Regions from separate parts of the Mus musculus genome. Here regions 1, 3 and 4 are each linked to region 2. The links are chromatin contacts, called in public HiChIP or PLAC-seq maps. All regions are on one chromosome and are shown on one strand. The core of a region is the stretch at or near the end of the contact, and the rest is flanking DNA. Distances in the headings are between cores, read along the strand shown. Region 1 has its middle 120 kb from the start of Kif18a. Region 2 holds the start of Bdnf (brain derived neurotrophic factor). Region 3 overlaps Mettl15 (methyltransferase like 15). Region 4 overlaps Kif18a (kinesin family member 18A).

Region 1 (5,787 bases), core at 360-2,859, 290 kb after region 2:
ATGTTCTTTTGTTCTTTTGACTTTTGATGTTGGCCCATTGTGCTTTTAAAAAATATATTTTAGATTAATAAAGTAATAAGCTTCATACATGCACACACTCGTGTGCGCATACACACACACAAACACACACAATTTTAATTTAGGTCTCTTATGTAAGAGAAAACATACAATACTTGTCTTTCTGAATGTGCCTTCTCTCAGTTAATATAAAGACACACCCTTTCCTGAAAATATAATGATTTAATTTTTGTAACAATTGCATAAGATTTTATTGTGTATGTGAACCACATTTTTCACTCATTTAGCTGTTAATGAACATCTAAAGTGGTTACATTACCTGGTTATTTTGAATAATACAGCAATAAACATAGCCATGCAAGTATCACTATGGAGTGCTAGCTAGAAGTCCTTAGGTATATACCCCAAAGCATTGCAGCTGGATTATAAAGCAGTTTTTGAGGAACATCCACACTGATTTCCATTATGAATGGGCCAGTGCAAATTCCCAACAGCTGTATATAATGAGCTATCTTTCCTGATGTCCTCACAAGGAACTATTGCCATCTGTTTTCTTCTGGCTGGAGTGAGAGAGATATTATTGAAAAATAGTTTTAATTCCCAATCTTCTGTTGGCTAAGAGTGTTAAGCATTCTCCACATATATTTATTGGCCATCTGTATTTTTTTCTTTTGATAACAACCTATTTAGTTCACTAGCTCATTTTTAATGGGATTTGGAGTTTGGCTGTTTAAGTTTTCAAGTTCTTTGTATATCCAAATATTAATTCCCCAGTTAATATGGAGTTGGCAAGAATTTGTTTTTTTGTTTGTTTGCTTGTTTGTTTTTTGGTAGGTTGTCTCTTCCCTCTACTAAATGTTTTCTTTGTTGTGCAGAAGATGTTTAATACCATGCAATCCTCCTCTGGTCAGTTTCTAGGGTGGTTGGTTTCTCATGCTTTGAAATCCTTTTGAGAAAGCTCTTGCCTATTTTTTTTATATCTCGAAGTCTTTTTTCAGTTGTCCTTGGGTAGTTTCCAAGTTTTAGGTCTTACAGTAGGGTCCTTTATCTAATTTGAATTCATTTATATACAAGATGAAAGATACTGGTTCTAGTTTCACTTTTCTATTCGTTGAAACTGTTTCCTCAATACCATTTGTTTAAAAGACTGTATTTTGTTAATTTTTTTGACAATTTTGTTTACGAACTGGGAATTTTTCAAGTTTTTGAATCAGTAGAGTGTGGTGGAAACCTCCACAGGTCCTCTAGGTAAACACTTTTCTTCTCAAATGCAGCACTGAGCGCTTTAGCTGAGGTCATTCTTAGAAACAGGATCTTCTCTGGCCATTTATAGCTCTGAACCAGTTTGCTTCCTACTAAGGGTAGTCCCAGCGATGGGGTTACCCCCTGAGCCAAGTGTTTTGGTCATGCTTGGTCATTGACCTTCAAGGAATGTTACCCTATTCTCTTTGGCTCTCCTTGAGCATACGGGGACTGTTGCTGTATCCATTATCCATGGCGCCAAGAAGCCTGAGAATCCCCTGACAGCAGAGGCTAGTAGGACGGGCTCTAGAGGCTGCCTGACGGCCAGGGCCCATTAACTTCCTATTCTAGCTCATTGTTTTACAAGTGGTCATTGCCACCTCACCACCCAGTCAGAAGCACGTTGCTGCTTTATAGCCTACTTACAGAAAATGGCTCAGCACTTAGGCATTTTCTGGTGCCCCAGGGTTCAAAGTGAAATTAATTTCCATTACCACCCATAATAAATCACTTCACTCAACACATGTATGAAATTCCATTCAGTAGACTCAAATCATTCTGGGGCCACACAGAAGAGCATACACACTTCAACTTGCACTTAGTTAATTTCTCTTCTTGAAAGAGCTTTGATGAGATTTTGCAAACAGGCTCCTAAAGAGCCAATGGAGAATGAGACAGCCCTACAAGCCATAAGGTAGTCAGCCCAGAGATCTTGGGTTTGTGCAGAGAAGTTTGATTTTTTTTTCCTGGACCACTTTCCAGAGTCCTTCTGTTTATGGCTTTCTTGTTATAAGCCCAGATGCACAGGACTAGTGATAGTGGCTTCTCTGACATCAGAATCTAATAGTCAATCCTCTGAAGCCATTGCAGGGGTGCGGCAGGGGGTGTGTGTGGATAACCATTCTGATTCCTAGTCTTTTGATAAAGGAAACTTCCAAGAGAGCCTAAGTGCTGCATTGAGCTGGATAATAAAGAAAGTAAATATCAAGTTATTTTACTGTGTCCAAGGAGGTTGGAAGGATGGTGACTATTACTCACATATAGCAAATCAGGTCCAAGGAAATTCAGTGAGAGAGGCTCAGAGTCTCCTAGCTGGAAGGTGCCTTACAGAGTGTTGTGAACACTTCCTAAGACACTAAGAGACAGTGACAGTGAGAGAGAAAAGCAAGGTAGGATAGCCTAATAGGAATTGCTGCTATTGATTGGACTCTATTCTGCCTACAAGGTACCGAAATGCAAAGTTTGTACCTTATATATACCCATGAGTCAGTATTTATTTCTTTTATAATAAGGTTTAAATTTACAAACTATTCCGAAGGTCACACAGAGTGTTCCTATGTACTTCATACACAATTTGCCCTGCTACTAATACTTTATATCATTATATAATAAATGAATTAGCATTTGTTATTAACCAAACTCCACATGCTATTTAGAATCCCTTTGCTTTTACCTGATGTCTTTTTCCATTGATGATCTATCTCAGCTTGAACCCCTCATTCTCTTCAGTTGACAAGTCTTCCTAAACATCTCATAGTTATAACAGTATCCCAGATTTTCCTTGTTTGTGGTGATCTTAACAGGTTTCATAAATTCTGGAAAAGTATTATTTAAGGGATCTCTTGATTGAAATGTGATCATTCATTATTAGACTGGGTCACTTTAGGGGGGGTATAATATAAATATTTTAGCTTCATTTGCAATGAGAAATTAAAAGCCTAAAATCAGGCCAATTATCTTAAGCCATGTCACCGATAAGTGATGGGACCATATTTGATACCCAGGTCTTTCTGAATGCAACGATACAGTTCTTAGCTATCATATAGCTTTCTTGCAGTGGCTCAATCAAGACCTAAAATGCCATGAAGACTGATGAGTAGATGTGTTAATAGAAAGGGAAATATACAGAAACTTGCTGGAGGACTAGGAATACTCAAGCACTATGATATATCTATATCTATCTATCTATCTATCTATCTATCTATATATATATATATCTATATATATATATATATATATATATATTGAATGTCTTGGATGCTCTCTGTAATCATTGAATTGGGTTAACTGTCATTATAAGGTATGCATATCTTCAAAACTTTTTGTAATTTTGCTACGCATAAAACTTTTCTTGGTATATATGATTTCAACATCAATTTTAAAAATAGAAGTATATTATGCACACCGTTCTGAAATATTTTTTCCTTATCACCAAACTTTATGTTTTACATTGGCACCAAATGTTCCACACAAATTTTCTGTTTCTTTGTACATGGATGTCATGTTTCTCAGTTTAGAGATGGGACTCTTTCCATTTATGTGCTAGGTCTGAAAATTCAGAAGTGATCACAATCACTTGAATGTATTAAAATACCTATTTTAGGCTCAAAGGCTAGAGATTTTTATTCAGAAATTTTTATGGAAATTTGATTTTTTTCACACACACAAGATGATATATGCAAGTGTTATGCAGTTATTGCCTCTGTTAAACAAAAGAGAAGCTTCTGCAACTTACCTGGTCAAGGAGGTCAGAAAGTTACGAAACCTAGACTCCCCTCCCCAACAACGTGTAAACAGTATGGTTTTTGGGGTAGACACTCTTCATAGAGCTGCCTGCAAGCTGCTCAGGGAGTGCCAGAGCTTTCGTGATTCATCATCAAGTCATCACCCACATTGGGATAGGCTTTATGGTGATGTAGATAACTTTGAGTTACCTATGATTTTATAAGTAACTCCAGTACACAGGAACATGCACCTATAAATAACCCCAGAAACTCATTGGCTCACCAAGCTAGGGTTTTGTGGAATCAGTTCTTTTCTTTTTTCTTTTTTAATTGAAAATAAAGTGTTTTTCCCCCACAGAATCCTCTGATAACAGTTTTACCTCCCTGGTCTCCCCCAGGTCCTCCCCACCTTCCCATCCATCTGACTCCAGCCTTCTTTCTATCTCTCTTTAGAAGCAAACAGGGAAAACAAACAAACAACAACAAAAATAAGAAATAAATCAAAGAGGCAAGTGGGGCTGAACAGAGGGAGAAAAGAAAAAGCACCAGAAACACACACAAACACACACACACACACACACACACACACACACACACACACACATAAAGAGAGACAGAGACAGAGAGAAAACCTATACATCCACAAAAATGGAATCCGTAATAGATAAGCAAAAGGCAAGGTAAAAAAGGAAGGAAAAAAAAAGCCCAAAGTATTATAAGACAAAACATCTCTCAAAATACCAGTGAGTTTGTCTTGTGTGGCTGTCTATTGTTTGGCATTGGGCCACCCTTAAATGTGGCAGGTATGCCCAGTGAAACTTCATTGGAGAAAGCTTAATTATTTCTTGGCAAGCAGCTGTCAGTTGGAAATAACTTCTGGGTTGGGATAGGAGCTTGTGGCCATGTCCCTCTCTCGTTTCCTTCCCCTTTCTCATCTTTCTCTCTTTTTAAAAGTAGGACTATTTTTATCTTATGTGCCTGGCATTTTCCCTGCATGAATGTCTGTATAACTTATGAATATAGTGCCCACAAACACCAGAAGAAGGCGTCAGATCTCTTGTAAGTAGAGTTAAGGATGCTTGTTAGCCTCTAGGAGGATGCTGAGAATTGAACCTGGGTTTCTGGGAAAAGCAGATGGTGCACTTATCTGCTGATCCATCTCTCCAGCTTCCTAAAGTCACTTCTTTTGGTCTGACATCAGTGCCCAATCTAGGGTGAACAGCTGAGGTTCACATCTCCCCAGGATAGATGCATAACAGGAAATGATTCTGAGACAAGAAAAAGAAAACCTAGTCTACCTATGTGTATAACCAAGAAAACAAGGAACCTACAAGGGGCCAGGTGCTTTACCACAAAGCTCTGCTAGAATCACCGGAAAACAAGGTGGGGTTGCAGATTGATCGAAAAAGGACCAGAACAGGCATAGTCAATATATAGGGAAGGGTGCTGGACAGAAAAAGTCAGTGCATTGCCCACAAGTGCTGGTCAAATATCACTGAATTTTTAGAACTATATCATTTTAAATAAACTTCTGTATATAATTTATGCAAAATAAAAATTCATTGACAATCAGCAATATTTACTGTGGAAATTTGAAGTATCACATCCTGTCATTCTATATGATCTGGAGAGCAGAAGCAAAGTACCATCTTGAGAATAAATTGAAGCTAAGTTACTCCAGAGAGGATCAGAATGGGGAGTAGTATCAGGCAGAGACCTAGAATTTAATCATCCATAGCCTTAGAATCAGAGACAGCCCTGAAGGGTAGCTGTGGAAACCAAGAGGTCCAAGGTCTGACCACACAAAAAGTACATACAGGAGGGCAGAAGGCTCCTCTCTGGCATGACTCCCTGCTTGGATGCCCTCAGGATGAACTCGCCATTGGAGAATGACTGTGAAGTTTCATAGCCCTGAGTCTAAGCTCAGATTTAGATCAACCAATCTGGATTTCACTGCTATAGAATCTGAATTCTCTGAAGGCCCAGAGGTCTCTCTGATACCCAGGGCTGTGTCTCACCAGCA
Region 2 (5,299 bases), core at 2,474-4,973:
AGAGATACTCACTGTCACAGGACCAAAAGAGCCCCCTCACACAAACGGAAACCGTCCCCACAAGGAGAGAAACACAGGCTGGTGTTTTAACCATTAGCAGGAGATCAGTACACTATAACTGCTGCAGCAGGAGTGTGTCTTCCATAACAGTCAAAGGTTTAGCTGCCCTCCTCTTGCTGTGTTCTGTTTTCATTCAGAAAATCCACAACTGCTCTTTGCTCTACTCCGGGACTAAATTCCTACACCTTAAATTCTTAATGAACTACTTGTGTGTGACCTTTCCTTCCATGTCGTGCATCTCAGATTCTCTTGGTGATTAGAAGATAACATCTATAGAACCCAAATCTGCCAACTGTGCTACAATTTACAACATATAGGGTATGTGGAGTGTGGGGAAAGAAGGGGGGAAGGGGGAGATGGATTTTACTAAAGGCTTCAAAGATGAATCTAAAAAAGAATAAAAACAAGCTGGTTGCTATACTATCAGGTGGGCGTGCTCAGCCTGCTCCGTGTGCCAAGCTACAACCCAGAGCTATTTATATTCGGAAGAAATGAGATTATTGGGACTATTAAAAAGAATTGGACTCTTAAAACATTACAGGAAGCTGGGAACAGCTTATATTTTAATGGTGCCCCCTTTAAAAGAAAATCCAAGACTTTGTGCTAGGATTTTAGAAATTTGCATTTACATTTAATATGATTTCTCCCTCCCAGCGAGTCAAGATGAACTAGAAGTAACCCAGCTCCTTTTCTCTCTTGGGACCTTTAGGAGATTTAAGCAACCATGGCTGCAGTTTAGGCAAATGATCACTTTCTAGGTTCCTCTTGTATGCAGTTAAAAGGGTGCATACTTTCAAGGCATCCTAAACCAGATTTCCTAAATGATTTAATTTCTGGATGCATAAAGGTTTGCAATCCTTTCAAATGACCTTAAGTAGCACCCTAAAACAAGCATGATTCCAAACTACAAACTAAGCTCTGAATGGGCTGTGAGAGACTCTAGAAGTATGTGAAAAATTACTGTTAGTCTGTTTTAAAAAATGTTATGTCTAAGTGTGTCTGCAATGGTCTAATGCTTCAAGATGTCTACGTCATGCACAACAGTCTTGTTTATCTGGGAATTATTTCTTTCTTCCTGAATCATTTATAAACAGGAAAATTTTAATGACGTAAAACAGTTCTCTATACAACGTGTGTTCTGTGTCGTTGTATTTACTATTAATATTTACCAATATTTATCCCATTTTTACAAAATAACATAGAAGAGGAACAGAAAACAACTTTATGATTCTGGAATTCCAATAATGGTAACTACCATATTTCAAATTCCAGTAGAGATTACGTTTCAACAAGTCTCTCTCTCTCTCTCTCTCTCTCTCTCTCTCTCTCTCTCTCTCTCTCTCTCTTGCCTTGGGGAGGAGGGGAGGAAGAACAAACCAAAACCTCCAAACCTTATGAAAAATCAGTGAACTGCAGTAATTATTTTTAAAGCTCCCTAATGTTATTTCATCCTCTGCGCCTGACTAAGCCTATTGTGTGTAACAGCTTGAACCGCTCTTGTTCTAACCTCAGATACCTCCGACCTGAAAATAGTGTCTCAAACTTACAGGGGCCCGGATGCTTAGAGGAATCAAACCCGTAAATAAAATAAATAAATAAATAATGCAACAAGACAAAACAAAAATCAATCGAAGGATCAAAATGGCTTTTGACCTTATAACTAATGTATAAAAGAATCGATTTTTGGAGAAGAATTAAAAGAGGGGTATATTTTTCAGTAAGTTGATCCAATTGTTGGGAAGGGGGAGTCATTTAGCCTTTCATATACAATTAGATAACAATTACTGTTCCTAATTATACATCGCTTTCTTTTTAAAAAAAGGATAAGTTCTAGAAGGATTAATAAACAGGCAGAAACATACTTCCAGACAAGAACATCCTGTATTCTTGTGAGAGGGGCTAAAAGGCTGTTGTTGACGCTGAGAAGACGGATATTTTAGGATGCCGGGAAGACCCTCAAGTAAGATCAAGAAAATCCTAGCACTTAGTCAATGGTATCTCAAAGCACCCCGGCAACTCAAGGAAAGAAATGCAACAAGCCAAAATTCCGAACCGAGCCGCACATCTTCAGGAAGCTGTTTCAAAACGCCACTCAACAAGTTTCTACTCGCAACCCCCATAACGACCAGCAAAACTGCCCCTAAAACACTTCCCCGCCCCCATTCGACGAGCCCCAGCAGCTACTCTTGCCAGTGTGGCCAGAAGAGGGCACCCTCTACCTTCCTAGCTCAGCTCTCCTGGCCCTCCCCTCCCTCCTCCTTGGATCCTCCCTCTCTCCCTCCGGCTCCCCCCATCCCCAAGTCCCCATCCCCAGTTTCCTAGCCCAGGCTCCACCCCCAACTCACGAATTGTTTTCACTAAAACACCAGTTCAAACTCAAACTCACAGCCTGTGGCTCACCGCCCTCAGCAGCCCCGGGGGGAACAACACCACCCCCCCCCCACCCCCGGCAGCAATTTCCCCTTCTTCCTTGTCATCAAGCACAAAGCCCCCATCTTCAGCTATTTCTTTCTACGCTTAGGTCGCTTATCCATTGCTCTTCCTGTTTCAGCATCCCTGGAAATCAAAACTAGCCTCTTCATCCTCCATAAACACCCAACCTACTCCCGGATGAAAGTCAAAACTTTCACTTCCTCAGGAGGATGCCCAAAGGGAGGTGCGCAGGATGGACAGAGGGTCGGATACAGGCTGTCCTGGAGTTCCGCAGACCCTTTCAGGCCCCAGCGATAAGAAGGGTCCCAAGTTTTCCTAGTTAAACGTTGACCTTGGACCTGTAAGTAAGCTTTGGTAGTACTCCCTAGAGAGCAGGTGACAGTGAACAGCCTGTTGTGATACCCAGGAAAAGAGATGAGGACAGAAGGCGCCAAGACCCATTCTCGGACTACACACCACCCCGGTCCAAATTTGCGTGGAGAGTGCCTAAGCCGGTGGTAAGGGCTCTCATCCCAGCCCTGTCCCGGTGCCATCCGTCTGAGCCCCCAACAGCTGTCGCTCTATATCTCTCTCACCACCCTTCCTCGTCTGCGGGAGGACTTCGGGGATCCCCGGGACGCAGGCTTAGCTCCCATGGCGCAAGTCGTCCTCTTCCCTTGGCTTTTTCTCTCACACTGAAGGGATTCCTGGGGTCGCACTGTCCCTCAGAGTCGTGGGATCCCGGGAGAACGCTCCCCAGGAGCAAGCCCGCCCCTCCGCTGTCCCGGGACGAAGGTGAAGCCGGAGTTCTGCAGTCCCACAACTTCTCAGTCCCCTAGCCAACTTTCCCGGGCGCACGCGCCTCTGGCTCTCGCACTTAGCCCCACGCCCCGCAGTCGCCTACCTCAGGGTCCACACAAAGCTCTCGGATCCCCGGCAGTGGAGTCACATTGTTGTCACGCTTCTGGTCCCTGCGCCCTGCCCTGGGCCCCGTGCGCTTTCTCGTCTGCCCCAAGGCAGTGGTGGCAGTTGAAGGAACCGGGTCTCATCAAAGCCTCCCAGGCGGAGGTGGCGCGCCGCCCCAGGCGGTTTCCTTCTCCAAGCCCGGGAGTCCCGGGCGCACTGGGAACCGTGCGACAGCCAGCCAGCGGGTGCGCCCCGGCACGGCAGCAGCGACGGGCACCCAGAGCTCAGCCAGAGCCAGGCACTGGGGTCAGACATTATTTAGCTCTTCGGTTGAGCTTCGATTGGTCAGACAGCGCCGCCCCTATCCCCTCCCTGCTCCGCCGCGCCACCGATACCCATTGGGGTGGCTGCTTAAAGGGGACGACGCGCCTTTTCCTTGCGGGGGCTCAGCCCTCGGAAGCCCTCGGAAGCCCTCGGAAGCCCTCGGGGTATCCCTGATCGCCTTGCACTGGCTTCTCTCCATTTCCCCGGAGCTCGCTGCTTAAACCCAAAGCTCTGTGCCTGCCCTCTGCGGTCTCCGCAGGGTGCCCTTTGCTAGGAGGGGTGGTCGAATCCCGGTTCCTAGGCACCCTACTCCCCGCAATGTGCTCTAGAGTAGGAGGAAGCGAGTGTGAGTCTCACACGTTCAAATCTTTCTCCCCTGGTTTGCAACTCTCCCCATCTTTTCCATCCCAGCACCCAAGTTCTGTGGGAGAGGGCGTGCATCCACCCCCACCCCCAGGCCCCGGCCCCAGACACACCTTCCCGCACCTTCCCGCACCACAAAGCTAGAAAAAGCGAACACACAATGAAACTACACAGAGTGTGCGGGGTTATGGTTTACTCCGCTACCTTAAACACATCGGCTTAACCAGAGTTTGCGCCCTGACCTCTCCGGAGTGTGCCTAATAGAATTCAATCAAGATAATAACAGTATTTTTTATTAATGAATAACCCCGGATAGCATTACACCAAGTTACTGCTTCTAGCCGGGAAGCCTAGGCAATAACAGACCTCACTAAAGCCATATGCTTCCCAGCAGACCAAACGGGGGCGGGGGGGGGGGTGAGGAAAGAGAAAGAAAAGAAACCCACCTTTTTCAGTCACTACTTGTCAAAGTAAACATCAAGGCAGCTGCTCTGGGGAAGACCGGTCCCCAAGGTTCTAGACTCTTACTATATATTTCCCCTTCTCTTCAGTTAAAAGGGGGAGGGGGCGAGTCTTTGGTGGCCGATATGTACTCCTGTTCTGCAGCAAAGAAGTTAAATTATTGATAGTGGAAATTGCATGGCGGAGGTAATACTCGCACGCCTTCAGCGAGAAGCTCCATTTGATCTAGGCAGAGGCTGGGAGATTTCATGCTAGCTCGCCGGGGGTGGGTGGGGGGAGCGGCAGCGAGAGCAGTCCTCTCCTCGGTGAATGGGAAAGTGGGTGGGAGTCCACGAGAGGGCTCCACGCTGCCTTGACGTGAGCTGTCATATGATACCTCCTCTGCCTCGAAATAGACACTCTAGTGCACGAATTACCAGAATCAGAATTCCGCGCATTTAAAATGATACATCTTTTATTAGAAGAATTCCGTTCCAGGGCATTGCATGCTTTGTAGATGTTTTCACTTCCAGTCCTAGCAAATTCACGCACACAGAAGCCAAGCCTGTCATTATCTAGGCAGCAACAACACATCAATATATATATGTATATATACTTAACCAGGATTTAGGGTGAGGGGTGGGTAGCTCACTAAGCCCCCTTCCTCTAGAGCAGAGAGTGGTCTTTGGACCGTTTTTGTTTGGTTGTTTGATTTTTTTTTTAACCTATGAGAGATCAGTTACATGACTAGGTTCTGGAGGGCTACTTTCATTTAGCTGTATGATAAACTCTG
Region 3 (5,424 bases), core at 447-2,946, 450 kb after region 2:
ATTGACAATGTCCTCTGCCTTACAGAAGCTTTGCAATTTTATGAGTTCCCATTTGCCAATTCTTGATCTTAGAGCGTAAGCTATTGGAGCTCTGTTAAGGAAAATTTCCCCCGTTCCCTTGTGTTTGAGGTTCTTCCTCGCTTTCTTTTGTTAGTTTCTGTGTATCTGGTTTTATGTGGACGTCCTTGATCCACTTGGACTTGAGCTTTGTACAAGGAGATAAGAATAGATCAATTTGCATTCCTCTACATGCTAAATGCCAATTGAGCCAGCACGGTTTGTTGAAAATGCTGTCTTTTTTCACTGGATGGTTTTAGCTCCTTTGTCAAAGATCAAGTGACCATAGGTGTGTGGGTTCATTTCTGGATCTTCAATTCTATTCCATTGATCTACCCGCCTGTTGTCACTGTACCAATAAATATTATCCTTTTACCTATAGAGAACTGTAGATTTCTCTGTCTTCAAAAATGCTTCTTTTTGCAGCAAACAGAGGCCACTACAGAGCTACTACTGATGAAAATACAGACAACAGCTAATAACGATGTGCCCAACCCTAACTGATAAAACAGAAACCCTACACCTAAAGCTCAAGGAATTTTTGCAGGATAGGGGGAGGGGCTGAAAAGAGTGAAAAAGTCACAGGATTAGAGCATCTATTGTTGGATATATTCTGTTTATGACAAGAGAGCTACAATCATGAAATCTGGACAATATAGTTGTCTAAACAAGATCTGTGTAAGTATACCAGTTAGCATGGCGGCAATGTGTATGGGAGGAAAGTAATCTTACAAGCTTCCACCCACAGATGAAGAGTTACAGGTAATTAATTTATACTGGGATGAAAGAATCAGTTTTCTCCTGGCCCAATAGATTATCTAATCTCTAGTAGTCAGCCCTAAACACCTTCACATATGAACAAAACCAAATGGACTGAGCAGGACACACACAGACACACAAACGCTCATGCACCCCCACACACTCACACATGGCTGCATGCACACACAAATGAATGTTACAAGGAAGAAGAGGTCATGAATGTGGGAGAAAGTAAGATGACTTGGATGGGAAAGTGGGAGGATGGAAATGATATATGTATGGCCCTCTTGTATGGAATTATCAGAGGAAAAGAAAACCAATGAACTCAAAACCCCTGACTTAAAAACAAAAACCAAACCTCCCAGTTTTTGCCTTACATTCTTACTATAGTTTCTTTTAAGGAGCCATTTAAAAAGCTTAGATTAATTCTAATGTGGTAATTGTGGATCACACTGAAAATAAACTAAATGTGAAATCAATATGTGAAAAAATTTAGGTGATAGTTTTAGGATTTTGTTCATGTTTAAATATTGTTTCCATTTCTATTTAAGGAGCTATGAATTTTATACTATTTTTAATATGATGACTGCGTAACTTTAAATGAACCCTTTAATGATTGTTATTTATATCTTCTATATAATCTTAAAACAGCTAGTAGTTTTATAGATATACTTGCAAAACTTATTTCTAAGCAATGAGCTTTCATTGTTTTGTTAACAAATCTAACTTCTCAAGCTATTTCTGACTGATGAAACTTTTGGAAAGTTGTCTCATATCCTCCTGGTCATCTAAATTTATCACAGGGCTTTAACTAAGAAGGCTGGTGAACCGTCTTTCCTTTTGATCTTGTGTCCTGGCGGGTGCTGGGATATTTCTTGTGTAGGAAAGTTCTGGTGGATGAGTCAGTGCACTGAGTCACAGGCAGCATGAAGCCTCTAGTGTTCTCTACTAACTAATTGGAAACAGTTTCAAAATTAATTAAGGCACAGTTGTCAGCTCGGTGTTACTGATTGACATCCCACCAAAGGATTTTGTCTTTTGGCAACTTGCTTAATTGTTCTTTGAAATTTGGTGGTTTATTTTCCTTCATGAATTTAAAAAAATATGTTGAATAGCCCTATACTTACCATGGTGCTTTCTTCAGTGCCATTTATAAAACCTATGTTGTTTACTTTGACTTTTTGGTGGTTTTTTTTTTTTTTGTCTTAAAAGATAATTCAATTCATTTTCTTTTTATCTTGGTAATTTGTCAGTCCTTAAGAGAAGCTGAGTTCATACAATAACAGTATACTGAATTGTTTTAGAAGAGCCCACTCTCCCAACTGTCACTACCTTATTTAATAAGAATATTAAATGGGTTACTATGATTCTGTTACATTGTAGAACTTTGATATAATAAAGTCATTAAAATAACATGTGTTACAAGATATTTCTTCATTGGCATTGTATTTTTTTGATGGAAGGTATTTTATCTACATACAAGGATTTGTAAAGGAATTGAATAACAACAGGAAGATATTTTGGCTGAAGCAAGCAAGTATCTTCTTGCAAGATGATAAAATACTAGAGTGAATTGTTGAGGAAAATATGAACAAAGAGAAAAAACCCTTACAAATAAGTGCCTAGGATTTTTCAGGTGCTTTATACACTACTTTTCTAGTTCTCCTTATTACCTCTCAGGGACAGAAATTATGTGCATCATATAAAATGTAGTACTTGACTCCTAGCAAGTTAATAACTTAGCATCCCCAACTATATGTGCGTAAACACTGTTAGCAGTCCGTGATAGCACTTAGCATGTGGTTTAATCCAATTTGCTGCATTTTATCATAAAAAAGCTTTGGAAAAACATTTGTTCTAGCAATACATTACACCAAGATCAATTCTTTTCCTTCCTCCCTCCTCATTCTCAATCTTTTTGCCCCCAGCTCTTTTTGTGTTGGATATCAAAGGACTAAAGGCCTTAGGAACCCTATTTTATTCTTCCACCAAGCCTTATCCCTAGCTTTCCTGCCTACCTGTCTGCCCATCTGCTGATCCATCCATCTCTCCATATGTCCATCCATCTGTCTGTCTGTCTATTTCCAAATGGACTTTTTATTTAGCTCCTGCCTCTGCATTCTGTATGGTAGAATTACAGCTGTGTGGAACCACGCTTCCTTTGAACTATAATTATCTTGTATTCATTCTCAAATATTTTTGAATTAGTCACTTGAAATTGAGATATATTTTCTAATTGATGACATAACACAAATTATGGTAGGCAGTATCTTTTCTTCATGGAAGTTAAATTAATGCTGGAACAGATTTTCCTTTTTAGCTTTTTCTCTACTACCTCTTTATAATAGTTTTAAGTTATAGAATAGCCTTAACTAAATTTTGCATTATTTATCTTTAATTTCTTCTATTGTATCTTGGTATATAGTTTTCCTTCATTTACTAGCAAAATTTCTCTGTTCTAAACTTACTAAATAGGTATGCTGGCTAGATTTATTTTACCTAGACACAAGCTTAGAGTCATCTGAGTGGAGGGAGCTTCAATTGAGAAAATGGCTTTAAGAGATTGCCATATAGACAAATTGTAGGTTTTTTTTTTTTTTTTTAATTAGTGATGGATGTGGGAGAGCCCAGCCCATTGTTGGTGGTGCTACCTCTGTGCTGGTATCAGAAAAGCAACTGAGAAGCTAATAAGCAGCACTCCTCCATGGACTCAGAATCAGCTCCTGCCTCCTGATGCCTGCCATTTGTGAGTTTCTGCCCTGTTTTTGTTTGTTTGTTTTTTTGTTTTTTGTTTTGTTGTTTATGTTGAATTGTGATATAGAAGCATAGGCAAAATAAATATTTTACTCCACAAGTTGCTTTTGGCCATGGTGTTTTATTACTGCAGTAGGAAACCTACCATATCAAATATACTGGGTCTCTGGAGTCCTTTTTTCCTTTTCCTTTCTTTTCCTTTCCTTTTCCCCTTTTCCTTTCCCTTTTCCTTTCCTACCCCTTTCCCTTCTCTGTTGTTGTTATAAGACTTAATAATTTTTCTTAAATCCCAAAGGATTGTTGAAATAGTGATTTTATTGTCTATTTTCAAATTTGTTTTAGTTCTTGTGTAAGATGCATGTAAGTGTGATTTCTTTTTCTTTTTTAATTAGGTATTTTCTTCATTTACATTTCAAATGCTATCCCAAAAGTCCCCCATACCCTACCCCCCACTCCCCTACCTACCCACTCCCACTTCTTGGCCCTGGCATTCCCCTGTACTGAGGCATATAAATTTTGCAAGACCAAGGGGCCTCTCTTCCCAATGATGGCTGACTAGGCCATCTTCTGCTACATATGCAGCTAGAGACATGAGCTCTGGGGGTACAGGTTAGTTCATATTGTTGTTCCCCCTATAGGGTTGCAGACCCCTTTAGCTCCTTGGGTACTTTCTCTAACTCCTCCATTGGGGCCTCTGTGTTCCATTCAATAGCTGACTGTGAGCATCCACTTCTGTGTTTGCCAGACACCAGCATAGCCTCACAACAGACAGCTATATCAGGGTCCTTTCAGCAAAATCATGCTGGCATATGCAAATAGTGTCTATGTTTGGAGGCTGATTATGGGATGGATCCCTGGGTGTGTCAGTTGATTTCTACTGATAGGAGTCAGTCCTGTCTGCGCCCTTTTGAGTTTGTCTTTTGTCCTTACTATTTAGGTAGCCATCATGGAACTTAAGGGGTTTCTAAGGACATTGTCATCTCAGGCAAAGATGTGAGCTCATGATTAATTAGATTCTTGTCACATAAAGGGGATTTACAACATGTTATACTGAAGAAAAACGTAAAGAAAATGAGATTAGAAGTGGAATTGGTACCAGATTAGGAAGCAGCTTGACTGTTAGAGCAGCACTGTTAGACTAAGACAGCATTTGAGAAAGTGAATAATTTGCTTTAATTTCTACCTAAAATTAAATTGTTCAAGTAGCTTTATACTTTATTACCAGCATCAAGAACAGTAGAATTCAATTTCTTTTCTGACATTTTTAGCTGTTGCATTTTGTGTGAAAATATTTTAATTGAGTTAATTTGACATTATTTGTATTGAGATGACAATATGACAGAAAGTCTAGAGTCTGGTCTCTGTCTCTCTCTCTCTTTCTGTCTCTCTCTGTCTGTCTCTGTCTATCTCTCTGTCTCTGTCTCTGTCTCTGTCTCTGTCTCTCTCTCTCTCTCTCTCTCTCTCTCTCTCTGTGTGTGTGTGTGTGTAGGTGGCTGTTAAAATACCAAGTTTTTAGCAGCCTTGCCAGCTTAGATGAGTAATCATATATACCCAGCATGGCCATTCTATAGTCTTCACCTTCTAAACTAAGAAGTTAAGAAAGAAACCAGGAGTCTGGTCCCAACTCTGACTTTGCAGACCACCTTTCTTTGAGGATACAATTGCTTTATAGGCTCAATGACACATTTATATTAAATAATTATTAAAAGATATGCATTTACATATAAAATACATAATTTATTAAGGTTAGACTAGGGATGGTTCTATAACTTTAATGACTGAGTCTGTAACATAAACTCACAATTTATTGGCAAAGAAAAACAGAAACTTATTATGTGCCTAAGCATATAAGCC
Region 4 (5,227 bases), core at 609-3,108, 380 kb after region 2:
TACAGCTGAGGCTATACCTTCTCCAATATGGCCTTCCATGACCTCTCACAGTGCCAAACCTCAGCTGTTCTTCATGACACCTTCATCCCTTCAAAACCAGTACAACCTGGGTGATTCTTACACATTACCAAGTCCAGCTGCAGCACTAGGTACAACCTTGGCTATCCCTGGAACACAGCTTCTTTGTGCTCCCAGAAAACACTTCCCAAAAGATTTCACCTCAGTGATGCTGGTCTCTTCATAATCACTGCTAATTTGTTAGCTCCAGCTAACCAGCATCAATTGTCCCAGTAGTTCCTTCCATTCTTAACTCTAGAACCAGAGCCACATGGCTGAAGCTGCCAAGTTCTGCTGCTTGCAGGAATTAGAACATGACCTGCTTGTACTATTACATTGTCACTGGCTTTCTGTTTTCCAAATCCTTCACTGCCTAAGCTTGGCTTTCCTGGATCTTGCTCTATAGATTGGCCTTGAATGCAGAGATCAGCATGCCAGTCTCCTGGGATTAAAGGTATGTACCACCTTGCCTGGATCTAAATTTTGCTGGTTAGGATCTTGCCCCAAGGTCCCACTCCCTTAATCTGTTATCTTCTAGAACACAGGATTTTGCTCCATTTCACTTCCTGGTATCCCTTTAATACTCGAACCATAAATTTTATATTTTTCCTTTCTAAGCTTGCTATGCTTGTTCAAACTTCTCTTCATACGACTTAACCAGAGAGCAAAGTCTCTGCTGAGCTTTTTTGAAACTTCCTTTGTCAGTGCAATTAATCTGAGTCTCTTCACCTTAGCCTCAGGCAGACTTTTCAGGCAAGGGCAAAAATTGCCACATTATTCACCAAAATACCACAAAACAGTCTTTATGCCACATACTGAAATTCTTTTCCTTTGAAATCTCTTGGACCAGGTCAACACAGTTCAGATTACTCCCAGCAACACTAACTGTCTTAGTTAGGGTTTTACTGCTGTGAACAGACACCATGACCACGGCATGTCTTATAAAAAAACAACATTTAATTGGGGCTGGCTTACAGGTTCAGAGGTTCAGTCCATTATCTTCAAGGTGGAAGCATGGCAGTAACCAGGCAGGCATGGCACAGGCAGAGCTGAGAGTTCTACATCTTCATCCAAAAGCTGCTAGTGGAAGACTGACTTCCAGGCAACTAGGGTGAGGATCTTATGCCCACACCCACAGTGACACACCCATTCCAACCAGGTCACACCTATTCCAACAAGGCCACACCTCCAAATGGTGCCACTCCCTGGTCCAAGAATATACAAACCATCACACCAGGTTTGAACCCCAGGAGTGCAAAGAAAACAAAATATAACTTTACCAGTTTTCTGGTCAAGGTGTACCGTCACCTGTGCAAAAGTGGGGTTAATAACTGACTAGATCTGAAGCCTACTCCATGGGACAGAATTTATCTTGGCACTGAAGCCTGGCTATCAACCTGTGCTAGGGAAGACATAGGCTAAGTATGGAACTTACTCTTGTTGGACTAAAATGACTGTACATCACTGCCTTGCAAATTTCTATGTTTATATCCATAGATATTATCAAGTTCAGAGAAGTCTCTGCAGTGAACAATGGTGATTTGGAGACACACAGCTGCCAAAGATGTTAAGAAAGTGATGGCCAAGAGCTCAGCCTTAAATAAGGCATTTACACCACCTCTTCCAAAGCTTTAAGAATGTAATCAAAGTAGAGTTGGAAAACAGGGATAAGTGCTGCAAAAGCCTTCTTCTGGACTCGATACAACCACTGCAATCAGGAATCTACAACTGTGGTTAGCAACACTGAATGGCTCTGTCAACAATCAATTGAGGACGGGAGAGGGCCTCAAGGTGCCCTACTAGGTACAGCCGAATTACTGGCAATTGATAGTATTCATAGGGAAAGGAAGCATTGTCTTGGGTTGTGTAGCTCAGCAGATTTCAATGGGTAGATCAAAACTGATGATCTCGCAGATGGGTGCGCTTAAACTCAATGGGACAGCAAACCAAACCAAAGAAAGAAAGAAATAAAAAACAAACAAATACCCCTCAAGTAGACAGGAAGGTGAAAAGATGACCTACAGGGAAGGAGAGTAGACAGTATTAAATTGGGAAAGGGTGGTGGGGGTGGTGGGAGTGGTCAGTATGTCCTTTGTACCTGTGTAAAACTATCAAAGAAAATTATTTACTTAATAAAAAAATAAAATAAAATATTTGAGATACCTGACCCTCATTTAGAGCTAGTAATAGAGTAATGAGATATGAGCACGTGGAATTTCCCCCTAATGTTCTTGTTTGGAGTTGCACGCTATACAATTTTTCCCACTAATATTTTATAACAATACTCTTGTTTGTTGCAGGACCCATATGAACACAGGATGGGCCAGCACACAAGGTATGTCTCCTGGACCAATACTGGATATTGGGAAGGTGGAGGTGAGGACACCAAACTTGACGAGAGCACTGGCAGCGCTTTGAATGTAGAGGCCAGGAAGTTAAGTAGGCAGAGCCACCAAAAAACTTATCTTAGGATTGCTAATGACAAAACAAAACATACAAACAAACAAACAAACAAAACCCTGAAAACCTGTAAAGAACTATAAAGGAATTGGTTACTAAGAAAAGAGCCACATCCCTCACATTGTCTTTAATATTCTCTTTTTGTGTATTTTCTGATGCTGGCAAACAATTCAAATTAATGAAGCCCTTATGAGATAAAACTCAATTCCCTGACAGTGGAGAGCTAAAATTTCTGTTCCCCAGATCCTTTCAGTTTGCAATGTAAAGACTGGTAGGCTGTTTAACTCGATGTACTTACGCCTCAGTTTGCTTGTGCTGCTGTTCCTGGAGACAAGCTAGAGCTGTCATGTGTGCCATTTGTGTTTTCAGTTCTTTGTTCTGGAGGTGTAAATGGTGACAGTGAAGCTCTTTATTGAGTGCCTAGGATCAATAATGAAAAATATATTTTAGACTTTTAAAAGAATTATACTACAACTAGTATGACATTTCATGAGGGCACCAAGTTTTCTTTTTTTGTTTTGCTTTTAAATTTGACAATAAGAGATCCTGTATAGGTAGTGAAGAACTTATCAGCAAGGTAAGGGTTTAAATGTTTTCAGAAAATGAAATGTTTGGAGCCCAGAAAAAAAGCATACTATAATGACTGCTTCTCTGATGATCCAATTTATTTACAATACTTTCATACAGTAATAACAAATTTTTGTTGAAATGCTACTACCCAAAGAGGCATTCCTTGAGAACTACATTTAAAGATAAACAACCCTTACTTTCCAACACTGCCATGCCACTGAATAATAATAAGAAAACTATTTATTCACTCTGTAGATCCACTTCTACTAGAAGGAACATTTCACCTAAGGATTGACTATGATCAGTTCAGTATATAAGCCAGTGCTTGGAGTTGCATCCCGCCTCCCTACCCCAATATTCTTCATCTTCGAAAAAAAAATCTTTTGAATATTCCCATTTTTTAAACACTTTTGTTTAGGGCCAGGCATCGTCTAATCTAGTACCTATGATTTATTCATCATCCCTGAAATGCATTAAAACTTAAAAAAAAACAAAAAAACAGCTCAGTGGATATGGTGAAGTATGAATAAAACCATCTTAGCATCTTTAACTGTTTAATGGAAAAGTGAACTTCTAGGGACATTCTGTCTGGTTAGCTAATAATCTAATAAACAATAGAGATATGACTGGAATTTTCTAAAACAATTTTGATACTCCATTTTGATATTTTCATACACCTTTGTAGTCCACAGTTGAATAGATTCTCTAAAGTATAAATCTGTCTGCTTGTTTTTTTATTTTATTTTGGTAGCTATTTTTATGATTACCAATTTATTATGTTCAAGGCCAAAGGAGGAGATGTAAAATATTAATTTCTTAGTAATGACAAACGAATGTAGGCTCTTGGTGAGGTTTGTTAAATATAAACTACTTCTTATACTGGTGATAGGGGACAGTGACAGAGAAATGTTACTTTGAGATTCAAGAAAATGTACCGCAGGCTTGCCCACAGACTCATCTGGTGCGGGCATTTTGTCAATTGAGGTTTCTCTTTAAAAATGACTTTAGTTTGTGTCAAGCTGACATAAAATGAGCCAGCACAATTCATTTACATAACTCACCTTTATACTTTAAGAAATATATCATGTATTTTGGATAAAAACACTTTTTATGGAACCAGGATACGTCTAGAGGATTGACCTATGAGTCATTTGATTTTTTAGGGATATGTTCAGTCTTGAAACAAATGTCAGCTCAAGCCAAATACATGGCCTTTATGGAGATCAGTTTACTTGACTAAAGTGTAAATGCTCAACTTACTCATCTTGCATGATCTCCTGATAGTTTGTCAGTTAGAAAATCAAGTAAGTGTATAAATATGTTTTGTAAACAGCTCTATAAGTTTTCCTTACAAAACAACAATCACACATAATAAAAACCAGCTCTTCCTCATTTTTTATCCTCTGAGACCAATCTTCTTACCAAATCAATCAAAGATCTAGGGTAGATGACCTTCTTGGGAAACCAAGATTGCAATCTTAGTGTGTTCTTGTCTCAATACACCAATGACCAAATTTCATGAGAAGACCACAGCCTTTTACAACAAGAACAAGTCAGCTACTAACAGCTGAAGTAAGAGTACAATGGGAAGTGAAAGCCAGTTTTAGATCTCTAAAACTGGCTGATTATGCCAGGTTTGTTTATCCACAATAAATAGTTTACAGTAGGGGCAGGACACTGACACTGTCATGTTAGCTCTCAAATTTTTAGTTTAATTGTAGTGGAGAAAGAAAGGCCAAGTGTTATAGTATGAGATGACAATTAAAAAGTAGATAAGGAAGGAGGGCATAACAAAAACAGCATTAATTTCAAAGTCACAAGGAAGCAGTCTTTGTCCAAAGATGCAGGACCGTGGGTAAGTCTCTCTGTGAAGTTAGGTTACACTCTGTTTATACAGGAAATAAGTGCTTACGACTAGGAAATTGCTTCATCTGTGAAAACATCTCGGGAAAATAGAATCAAGAATAGGAGCTAGGTGGTAGAACTTGGAACTCTTTCCTTCTTCATTTATAATATGTAAAAGACTAGCCAAAGCTATACAGAGTGCTCTCTTAACAAACAGAAACTCTAGTTTTGAAAACCTATGACAATAATAAAAAACTTTAAATTCATTGATAGTACCTTAATGATACTAACTTTA

What was found. HiChIP or PLAC-seq counts read pairs in DNA pulled down with a chosen protein or histone mark.
Region 1: a FOXA1 HiChIP or PLAC-seq map of pancreatic cancer cells shows a contact between it and region 2. The contact joins the enhancer-like site here to the promoter of Bdnf in region 2. A contact is called at or near these places in 12 of 484 Hi-C or Micro-C datasets (the C2C12 cell line, the C3H10T1/2 cell line, adipose-derived mesenchymal stem cells and 2 more), 10 of 115 datasets of contacts at active chromatin or transcription factors (a colorectal cancer cell line, embryonic fibroblasts, embryonic limb bud and 3 more) and 1 of 9 other capture datasets (embryonic stem cells).
Region 3: a contact with region 2 is called in a CTCF HiChIP or PLAC-seq map of the NIH/3T3 cell line, with 7 read pairs. The contact joins the enhancer-like site here to the promoter of Bdnf in region 2. A contact is called at or near these places in 1 of 15 datasets of contacts at CTCF or cohesin (the NIH/3T3 cell line), 2 of 115 datasets of contacts at active chromatin or transcription factors (embryonic stem cells and stem cell-derived neural progenitor cells) and 1 of 9 other capture datasets (embryonic stem cells).
Region 4: a contact with region 2 is called in an H3K27ac HiChIP or PLAC-seq map of embryonic stem cells, with 6 times the contacts expected there. The contact joins the enhancer-like site here to the promoter of Bdnf in region 2. A contact is called at or near these places in 2 of 15 datasets of contacts at CTCF or cohesin (the NIH/3T3 cell line and stem cell-derived epiblast-like cells), 6 of 484 Hi-C or Micro-C datasets (brain, embryonic fibroblasts, embryonic stem cells and 2 more), 13 of 115 datasets of contacts at active chromatin or transcription factors (craniofacial prominence, embryonic limb bud, embryonic stem cells and 3 more) and 1 of 9 other capture datasets (pancreatic islet).

What each region holds. Positions count from the first base shown.
Region 1 is chr2:109,402,578-109,408,364 of GRCm38.p6, reverse strand. No RefSeq gene overlaps it. Among named protein-coding and RNA genes, the nearest start is that of Kif18a, 120 kb to the right of the region's middle. Within about 2 kb of position 1,609, at least 48 of the 459 cell types and tissues checked have an H3K27ac peak or open chromatin away from gene starts, as enhancers often do. A contact at or near this core is called in the C2C12 cell line, the C3H10T1/2 cell line, adipose-derived mesenchymal stem cells and 4 more, where this site is marked.
Region 2 is chr2:109,691,987-109,697,285 of GRCm38.p6, reverse strand. Bdnf (brain derived neurotrophic factor) reads right to left here and starts at 3,723. Exons shown (of 2, transcript NM_001048142.1): 1 at 3,377-3,723.
Region 3 is chr2:109,238,418-109,243,841 of GRCm38.p6, reverse strand. The region is part of intron 2 of Mettl15 (methyltransferase like 15); the gene reads left to right. Among named protein-coding and RNA genes, the nearest start is that of Mettl15, 37 kb to the left of the region's middle. Within about 2 kb of position 1,696, at least 32 of the 459 cell types and tissues checked have an H3K27ac peak or open chromatin away from gene starts, as enhancers often do. A contact at or near this core is called in the NIH/3T3 cell line, where this site is marked.
Region 4 is chr2:109,308,257-109,313,483 of GRCm38.p6, reverse strand. Kif18a (kinesin family member 18A) reads right to left here. Exons shown (of 17, transcript NM_139303.1): 12 at 2,816-2,937. Among named protein-coding and RNA genes, the nearest start is that of Kif18a, 30 kb to the right of the region's middle. Within about 2 kb of position 1,858, at least 5 of the 459 cell types and tissues checked have an H3K27ac peak or open chromatin away from gene starts, as enhancers often do. A contact at or near this core is called in embryonic stem cells, where this site is marked.